2 separate regions of the Oryctolagus cuniculus genome follow, and region 1 is linked to region 2. A link is a contact called in public Hi-C data. All regions are on one chromosome and are shown on one strand. The core of a region is the stretch at or near the end of the contact, and the rest is flanking DNA. Distances in the headings are between cores, read along the strand shown.

What was found. A called contact is a pair of places that touch in the nucleus more often than the background predicts.
Region 1: a Hi-C map of embryonic fibroblasts shows a contact between it and region 2, with 7 times the contacts expected there. The contact joins two enhancer-like sites. A contact is called at or near these places in 2 of 6 Hi-C or Micro-C datasets (embryonic fibroblasts and skin fibroblasts).

Annotation. Positions count from the first base shown.
Region 1 is chr13:92,820,852-92,825,629 of mOryCun1.1, forward strand. No RefSeq gene overlaps it. Among named protein-coding and RNA genes, the nearest start is that of KLF6, 13 kb to the right of the region's middle. Within about 2 kb of position 2,185, at least 4 of the 8 cell types and tissues checked have an H3K27ac peak or open chromatin away from gene starts, as enhancers often do.
Region 2 is chr13:91,642,107-91,647,315 of mOryCun1.1, forward strand. No RefSeq gene overlaps it. Among named protein-coding and RNA genes, the nearest start is that of PGER5, 940 kb to the left of the region's middle. Within about 2 kb of position 1,670, at least 1 of the 8 cell types and tissues checked has an H3K27ac peak or open chromatin away from gene starts, as enhancers often do.

The sequences.
Region 1 (4,778 bases), core at 935-3,434, 1.2 Mb after region 2:
CCCATGTTATTCATTCTTCATAACTGACTGCAAATATTTACACAATGCCTATCACCAGATGAGGCACCTACCAAGAATTTAGAATCGTACTGAATGCAAATAAGATGTTAATTATTACAACTAAAGGATGCCTTCATAGTCAAACTGTAGAGGAATTTTCAACGTACACGTGAGAGAAAACATGGTCATAATGTAATTCTCTATGAGAATTTTGAAAAAATATATTAGAATTCATATGCCTCCCTTATGTAAGACAGCTTCAAATAGTTCTTGGAAAATTAGAACTAGAAGATAATTTTATTAGGGTGCAAAATAACAAAATCTATGAATAGTTTTTATAATGTGCATTTTCCATAATTTTTTAAAAATTTTATTTACATTATACAAGCTTCATGTATTTCATATATACAGATTTAGGAACATAGTGATACTTCCCACCCTACCCTCTTTCCTGCCCACGCTCCAACCCTTCTTCCTCCTCCCTCTCCTATTTCTACCCTTAATTCGTACAAAGATCTGTTTTCAGTTTACTTAATGATCATAAGTTTAACCCTATACTGAGTAAAGAGTTCAAAAATAGTATGAAGGAAAAAAATACTATTCCTCAACAGAAGAGACAAGGGCCATAAACAATCATCAAATCTCAAAATGTTCATTTCATTCCAATACATTACATTTTAGGCATTCTATTAGTTACCCCAGATCAGGGAAAACAAATTATATCTGTCTTTTTGGGACTAGTTTATTTCACTGAGTATAATGGTTTCCAGTTGTATCCATCTAGTTACAAAAGACAGGATTTCATTTTTTTTTTACATCTGAGTAGTACTCCATAGAGTACATATACCATAATTTCTTTATCCAGTCTTCAGTTGATGGACCTGAGTTTATTGCATATCTTAGCTGTTATGAATTGTGCTGCAGTCAACACGGGGGTACAGTAACTCCTTCAGATGCTGATTTCTTTGGTTTGGGTAAATTCCCAGGAGTGAGAAGACTGTATCATATGTTAGGTGTATATTCAGATTTCTGAGGTATCTCCAGGCTTTCTTTCACGGTGGCTGTACTAGTTTACATTCCCACCAACAGTGGATTAGGGTCCCTTTTCCCCCACATCCTCACCAGCATTTATTGCTTGGTGATTTCTATATGAGAGCCATTCTAACTGGGGTGAGGTGAAAACTCCAAATAGCAATCCATAACTCTCTTACAGACCCTTGTTAGACAACAAAACTTTAACACTGAAGCTGGGAAAGTAGCAGAGGATGGCCTGAGTCCTTGGGGCCCTGCCCCTACGTGTGGGACCCAGAGGATGCTCCAGGCTCCCGGCACAGCTCCAGCCATTGTGGCTATTTGGAGAGTGAACCTCTGGATGGAGGGCCTCTCTCTCTCTCTCTAGCTCTGCCTTTCAAATAAATAAATAAATCTTTAAAAATTATAAAAAAGAAAAAAAGGAAGCAAGAACCCACGAGTCAATTTTTATCTAAGGTCCCCTTTCGTAGCAGGAAATCCCTCTTCCCCCTGATAGGATATTGTTTCATTCTTACTCTAAGGGAATGTCTGTCGCACCTGGTGAGTCACTCGGGTGACTTCCTTTAGGTAAGACTTGGAAGATCCCTGAAATGCCACTCCACTTACTGAGAATCTGCCCCAAACCACGCTGACTGCAGAGGTAGTCCTGTGTGTTTCAGAAGGAGTCAGACTAGAGTCCTGAATTCATCCCTAACGCTCCAGCTGAGTTCTGGGAGCCCTGCGTAATGTCTTCTACCTATGTGACCAGGTGCACAGTCTGGAATCTTCAACTGCTAAGCTGTAGTGATTTGAAACAGTGGTAGCACAGAGGCAGCTGATAGGCATCTTGTCCGGAAGACAGTGTGGCAATGACTCATACGGATGAATCATTTAAAATCAGCCCAGCGGATTGCGGGGGAGGGGCTGGGTGGAGGGGAACCAAGTTCTAAATTCAGGGAATCTCAGGCACTGACCACGCAAAGAATGCCAACCCAATTTCATGATTCTAGGAAAAGAAGCCTAGAATGTTCCCCAGGAAGAAAGCACAGGGATCATGTCATTCAATACCATAATTTCCCAAGTGTGGAAAGAGAAGACCAAGATCAAATGATCACTTAGCAGAGCCAGGCAACAATTCAGGCTTTTTGAGCCTCAGCTCCGGCGCTCTATCATAGCACTGGGGTGCACTATTCAGTCTTCGGACTATCAGTGTGCACTGGTGTGAGAGCTCTGGTGACACGAGTGCCTTATGAATTCCCTGGGCAAATGCAGTCAGGCAAACGTTCTCCTTCCCACTGCGAAGCCTTGGTTATGGCACAAATAATTAATGAGGCATAGCCAAAACTGCTCACTGACAGTTTCTTTTTTGGTATTAAAATGATGAGTGTATTTTCCCTAAGAACCTTCTGGCAACATGTACAAATAAAGCCACATACACAGTGACAAACTGTGCTGGTTAGAGTCTAGCTGATGACATTCTTGTTATTGAAACAGGAAATGACTAAGCCTCAGCAACTACAGATCATATATTTTATTCCGTTGTGCTGGCTCATTTGAAAAAAAAATAATAGCCTATTGCAAGGCAACAATGTTTGTTTTCTAAATAATATATTTTCTTTGGAAACGAATGTTAAATGGAGATTAATGCTTTGAAAGTTTAATTAATGTTTTCCAGGAAATCGAGGAATATTCCTCAATTAATACATCATTAAAATATTGCAACCTAGGTTTTCACAAGTATTAGAATCCAGTAAATAGGTTGTTAGTGAAAGGAAATATATGTTCAGTATTTCCTAAGGGCATAGATTCTAGATCGGAAAGCCTTTTATAGGAGTCAATATTGTTATCGTTGCTATCAACTGAAAGCTTGCATTGGGTTAGGAAAATTTTTAAAGACATTGAAATGTACTGGGTTTTTAAAGATTTGACTGACTTCAGAGTTTCTATACAATATAACCACGGCTGGGCTGAAGTTTTTCTTTGGCCACTAAACTTTTAAACTCACATGGTGCAAATTGATATCTTAAATATATATATATATATTTATATATATATATATATATATTTCATGACAAACGCTTAGATCACTGAAACAAATTCCAGGTGTACAACTAAAGCAACTGGCCTATCAGAAGCTGAGGATGTGTTTACAGTTAATAAGCTATTAGAAAACAATGTATCCACTACTGAAATGTGTTTCAAATAAACAGGAATGATTCTTTACATTTAATAATTCAGTGTTCGTTAATCCACCCACTCAGACTCTAACGGAAGGGCTTCATTGTAGTTAGATGTGTGAGACATTTCTTGCCAATCATCGACTTTCTTAGTGACATAAGTCTCCTCCTGACATGCCATTTATTTTCTAAGGGGATCTCTCACTGTTGCATGCTGTTGCAAAAGCGTAGAAGACCAGGCAACCACAGGAAGCAATGGCTCTGGCCTCTTGGGGCACAGAGGCACTAGGGGCCTCCTGGAGGCTGGGACTGGGTCAGGACCAGACCCAGATCCACAGCACACAGTCCCTGCTGGGACACTTTTTTCTGTAAACACTCCAGCTCCCTTTCTGGAGAATCAGGGCAGCAGTGGCAAAATGATTTACATTATACTCAGATGTTAAATAAAAAGACATGGGCTCTTTTTTTTTTTTTTTCCCTCCCTTGCATGTTCTTCCTTAAATCTCAGAATGAATAGTTTCCATCTGTAATTGTTGGTTTTATATTTTTAAATAGTGAACCGAGCAACAGAATGTCTCATTATCTCTGAAATGATTTGAGCATTGGCTGTGTGCAACTCTGTCGATAAAAGCACAATGCAGTCATTTTGCATTGTCTGCGGGGGGAGGGGAGATGCTTAAAGAAAGTTCCTTTTTTTTTTTTTTTTTTTTGCCCCTCTGCTAACTCTGTATTGCCAGTTATCTGCTGTTTCCACACTCAGCATAGATCTAATTTAGGCATTAAATTTTTTTTTTTTTTTAAAAAGACACTCTAGACATTATCTTGGGTTGGCAGTTTGAAAAACACATGTGGTTTCAAGCCTTTATGGCAGATCAGAAGCAACTGATGTCTGTAAATGTGTGAAATTTTAACTTTCCAAAAAAATGGCCGGTGATGCATGTAAGCTGAAATCTATTCAGGAAAACCACAGCGGCTGATGTTTCCGCTCCATTATTTTCCTTGAGACATGAAGAGGCCTTTGTAATTTTAGTTTTTGAAAGTGACAGAGCTCATCGATTTGCTTTTTCAGAATAACGCATTTTCTTGTGCTCTGTCATGTAATAGTTTACCTTCAAGCTTTAAGAAAACATCCTCTGCTCTGCCATCTGGTGAGGGCTTCTTGACTCCTAAGAGTGACTTGTGATTTCTCACCACAGAAGTTGAAGTCATTGTGGTGGCGTGCTCATTTCAGAGAGGGACGGTCACACCTTAACATTTTCACGCTGCCGTGACAACCTGTTATTTGAAAGTATCATTTTTTTTTTTTTTTGGTTGGGCAGTTTCAGAATTTAACTCGTAAATGCGATGTTCTATTCGAACAAGATAACCTTTTAAAATAATGTTATAAATAGCACATCAACAAGCGGATTTGCTTTCAATTACATGATGTCTAAGCACAGGTAATTCTAGCCACATATTTGCTATTTTAGTCCCTAAAATTAATCATGGAAATACTCTTAAGGCCTGACATCTTTTATGAATCTGATCATCCCAGCAATACAATGCAAGATTTGAGAAGTCAAAGAGACCCATTCAATCTCTAACTTGCCT
Region 2 (5,209 bases), core at 420-2,919:
CCCTGATATTAGCAATTAGCTCAAATGTAATTTCTTCATTTTGAAATGCTATGTTTCTATTTAGAAACTGAAACTAAGTATTTAAGCAAGGAAATATCTCTGTACAATCAGCACATTTTTAAATGTTATTTTATTAGCTTTTGTTTATTTATTTAAAGGGCGGAGCACAGAGGAAGTAAGAGAGAGAGAGAGAGATCTGAATCTAGATCTTTTATCATCTGGTTCACCCCCAAAGGCCTGCAGCAACCAGGGCTGAGCCAAATGCAAGCCAGGAGCTCAGAACTCAGTCTAAGTCCTCCATGTGAATGGCAGGACCCAAGGACTTGAGCCATCACTTGTTGCCTCCCAGGGTGCACAGTAGCAGGGAACTGAATTAGAAGCAAAGTAGGGTCTCAAACCCAGACACTCCAATATGGGATGTAGGCACATTAACTGCTGCACCACACTGCCCAATTCTAAAACTTGATTTTTAGATTTAGACTATTGAATGACAAAAAAATCAGGTTTGAAGTCTCAGAAATTTGGAGTCTGTTCTATTGCTAGAAGGATGTAAGAGTGTTCTCTCTAGCCAATTCTTTTGGAGGCGATTTTGGCTGACATATATAACTATTAATTCTTTAGGGAGATAGATGTTAGTAAATAAATGTGACTTTGGGGAAAAATATTGTACAGCTATTTTCTGTGTACGCATTTTTTTTCTGAAATAAATAGATATGTACATGGTCATCTGGCCTGGAATAGGAAAGAAGGCAGGGCCTAGACTTCCTCTTTGTTTTGCAAAGGGAGCAGACCTGCCCTCACCCACACAAATCTGCCCCTCAGCCTGGGACCAACTCAGCAGGCACTGATATGTGTTGTGGGCAGAAAGTCAGAGAAGGCATGATGTTTACTGGGAAGTTAACATCTATGGAAACTTGTTTGACAAACCCTGCAAAAATATTGGGAAAAGTTCCCTCTGTGTTTCTCCATGGTGTTGTTTGATGATTGGCAAACGATGTATTTTATAAATCCCGATTCTTTTTTTTTTTTTTTTTAAGTTCTGAAGAAGAGAGAAAATATCTTAACTTGATTCAAAGCCTCAGTAATGGGTGAGTCCAGTGCCTATTCCTGTTCACTTTCCTTCTTCCTCTGGGACTTTCTCAGCCCAAGTCTTCATTTGAAAGAAACAAAAACAATCTTATCTAAATGAGTGTATAAAGACAAAACTTTCTATTTACAAAGCGTTTGTTTTATGCTCTGCTTCCAGTAGATGGGGCTAAATCCTTGAGCCTGTGTTTCCAAGTTTGGAATTCCTGAGATCTTTGAGAGATTGCCTGCTGATAAAGGCTTTTTAAGCCTCTTGACAATACTGTGCAAGATTTTGGTGTTAAAGAAAAAAGAAAGCCATTTCGGAGACAAGATTTTGTAGGGAGCTTCTTACCATTAGAAATTGCCAAAATATTGCAACTCTTTGGTATTTTGTCTAGGGTTATATCTGACTTCTTTGGGTTTACTTCTCTTTGCTAAAGAATTAAACTGTTAAACTGCTTGTTATCTATTGTCGTATTTCGTGGGTGTTTCCTGGTCCTGTCTGTTGCTCTGTATGATTGAATGACCATATATGACAAATCCAAATGAGCTCACAATATTTTCCTCAGTCAGTTAACAAACATAACAAACATTACGCATCTGTGGGTGGGGTGATGTACTTTATTACTTCCCCATATGGTTTGCAAAGGATTTGAGAGCACAGTGTGACAGGCCAACAGGAAACTTACAACAAGAAACAGAAGGAAAAAGTTTTGGAAGGATCTGATTGTGTTCTCACCAAGTTACTCATTGTACTATATTTGGTCATTGATTCTCAAACCAGGCAGAAAAAAGAAAAAGCTTAATAAAATGTTTAAGGTTATTTAAATATTAATATAAAAATATTTTAGTCAATTTCCTTTTGTCTTATGCATTTATTTTTACAAAATATTTTAGAGTAACATGTGAATTAAACATTCACATTACAAAAAATCCATATGTCTTAGTTGCTGAGTAATTTACTCAATAGGGCATTAAGTATATTTGACTTCTCAAAATAAAAAAAAAAGAACCTTTTATAAAGTTAGGTTTTTTTCTATTTTTTTTCTTAGAGCTTTCATTTTTCTAACTAGTAAACCAAGACACAGGCAAAATAAAGACAATCAAGTATGATAATTATAAGATATTATAATAAGCATAAGACATTATACTTATTTTGAAATTCAGGAGGCAAGCGCTACTGGCACCAAAGTAAATTTCAGACTCCTCAGTTTAAAGGTATATAATAGAACCTTTACCATTCTTGTGTACATTTTAATTCTCCAAAGTGATGACATTTTCAATAAGCACATATTTCTTTCATTTGGATTAATACATGAATTTGCAGATTGGGTTATTTCATTCATGAGTTTTATTACTATTAATTCTCAAAAGTATCGATGCACTCATCTTTGTAGGCTAGTTTGCAATCAGATGCATTATATACTATTATTTATTAGTGTTTAGAGGATGAAAGAAAGGGAATATTAGTATAAATGGGATAAATGATGAAACCTGTGGTTCCCAGGTCCACATACAGCACAATTTTTTTTAACACATACAATTAAATGTTTTCGAAGTTCTGCTATATAAATAATATCTTATTTTGATTTATTACGAAATGCTAATGACATATTCATTTTATACATTTTTCTTAAGATTCCATTAAAAAAAAAAGGCTTTCTACTTTGTGGTCTGTGCCCTCTTTCAGGTCAGCTAACAATTTCATAGTGATTTACAAAAGAGACTCCATTATAAAAACCTTTGTCATTATCTACATTCTATGTGTTTAGGAAGCTTTTGAAACATCCTGGAATAAGCCAATTTCCATAATGAAGAGAAAATAACTGTACCGTAAAGCAAATGCTTTACTTTTTTTTCTTAGCCTTTGCATATATCTTTAAGTCTATGATTTCCTCATTTAAAAAAGAAAGCAGAAATAGTAGTAATCTTTAGTCTTACTGTTGTCTCCTACATAAGAAAAGCAAACAACTAGCAACTACACTTCTAATTGCCTGCAATAATGCTGTCCATCAGCTAGCCTGAAAATGGAACTGGCAAAACAAAGCTGATATTCAATATGATGGGGGGGAGGGAGGGAGGGCGGAATTTCACTGTAGGCCCTGTAAAGTTTGAAGTTAATGCATAAGCACAAGAATGGATTCCAAAACATTCAAGGGATTCCAATGAACAGAAATTGATAAGATCACTGAAAAAGCCCTTACCTTTGCATGGATAAACTAAAGTTCAGTTATCTTACATTTTTAACAGGAATATCCCTTTTTTGCATTAAATATTTGCAAATTGACCACAGTTAAATCCAGTTTTTCAGATTCTCCCTTTCTTAGGACCTTCTGAAAGGACAGGACTGTGAGGGCAATGGGTTTCCAGCGTCTTCGTGACTGCTGCCTTATTTAATAAAGGGCAGCATGGCAGTTAGCAGTTGGATTCGATTATGTCTTTCCTGACATTTTCATTCATTCTGTTGCCCCGCCCTAATATGTTAAGCAAGATGAGGTCCGGGGCCAGGATAATTTTCCTTTGAAAGCATCAGTCCTCATCAAATTTAAATTTTACCTCCTTCTCCATGTCTAAGTCAGTTAAATATTTTCCCATAAAAATTTATGAGAGCTTAAAGACAATTAAGGGTGGAATTCATTCAAACCTGCTGACTCAATGGTAGATGGATAAATGGATATTTGGATTTCCTTTGATAGTTCTGGCATGAGAGTGTCTTTGATATTTGCAGGAAGCATGCAAGATAACCCTAATAAAGAAAATGTCTTGAGCATTAAAGTTCTTAATTAATTATTCTATTCTTTTTGGGCTGCAGTTGATCTGCTGTCCTGAGGAGAGGTTGAGGTAGAAGGGCAGAAGGAAAGATATAGCACAAATGATGGTGTAGTCAAGCCAAATCGCACAATCATATTTATGCTAATATATTACAGCTATACATAAGAATTAGCTTGCATTTCCTGAGCATATCTTACCTCACTTTTGTTGTGAATAAATCACAGACTGTCCTGGATACAAAAAAAAAAAAAAAAAAAAAAAAAAAAAAAGAATTCTAGCCAGAGAGACTGGCATTCTAGTGGACGTGTTACCAGTTTTTCATGGGCTAACCTACATGTAGATTCAATTTAAAACACTTTTACTTTGCATGCCAAGGACTCATATTTACCAGGAATCTCAGTGTTTATCTGCCTGATTACTGCCAAATATTACAATGTGATTTTATGGCATTTGTAGAATTTAGAATCACATCCCATACTCAAGGACATGTTTTGGGATGTAAAGATGCCTAGTTATCCTATCATCTTCAGTATATGCTTATATAGGGATCATTTAAAAGTTCATGGAAAATTCATATTGCGAAGTAAGCATTCATGGATTTTGAAATGGTCTTGCATCAAAACAAAGTGATTTTTTAATTCAGTTTTTCCCATGAGCTTTCCAAAGTATCCTTATTCAGTGTGAGATAGAAATCGTGCAGTCACTACAACTACCAAACCTAGAATTTTCTGGAGGACTTCTAGTAAACTTGTCTTATGCAGATGATGAAACATATCAGTATATCTTCCAATGTACTTCTAGGTTGCTGAAGGAGACATAAATTTTGGAACTTTTAAAGTGTTGAATAATGAAAGGTTTCTTTATTTATTCCTTTGGTAATTATCCTAGAAGTGCCTTTTTCTAAAAGCAGGAAGACATTTTCTTTGTTCTTTGTTCATTAAGGTTGCTTTATTCATGATAACTTTGAATCAAATGATCTCTTTCACAAAACTACTCACGTTGTTTCCTGCTCCTTGGCACAATGAAGTCATGCATATGTATGACACATCATGAAGTGTCATTTTAGGAAAGACCCTGTTAGTATGCCTATGGAAGGAGGCAGAGTTAGATTATTGTAGCCAGGGAAACCACTTTATTTCTCAGCCTTTAGCTTCCTGGAGGGGGTCCAGAGATGAGGAAGAGTTTCCATTTTAAAAACTATGTGGTTAGCGTGCCAATGCTCCACTTACCATTATGACAAATTCAATCTGGACATCTTATTTTTAAAAATAGGAATGTAATCTCTTGAATACATATAAGACAAAAAGTTATAAATTAAAGCTCACAATTTTAAGTTATTTTCAGCTCATGATAATTACATAAAAATTTA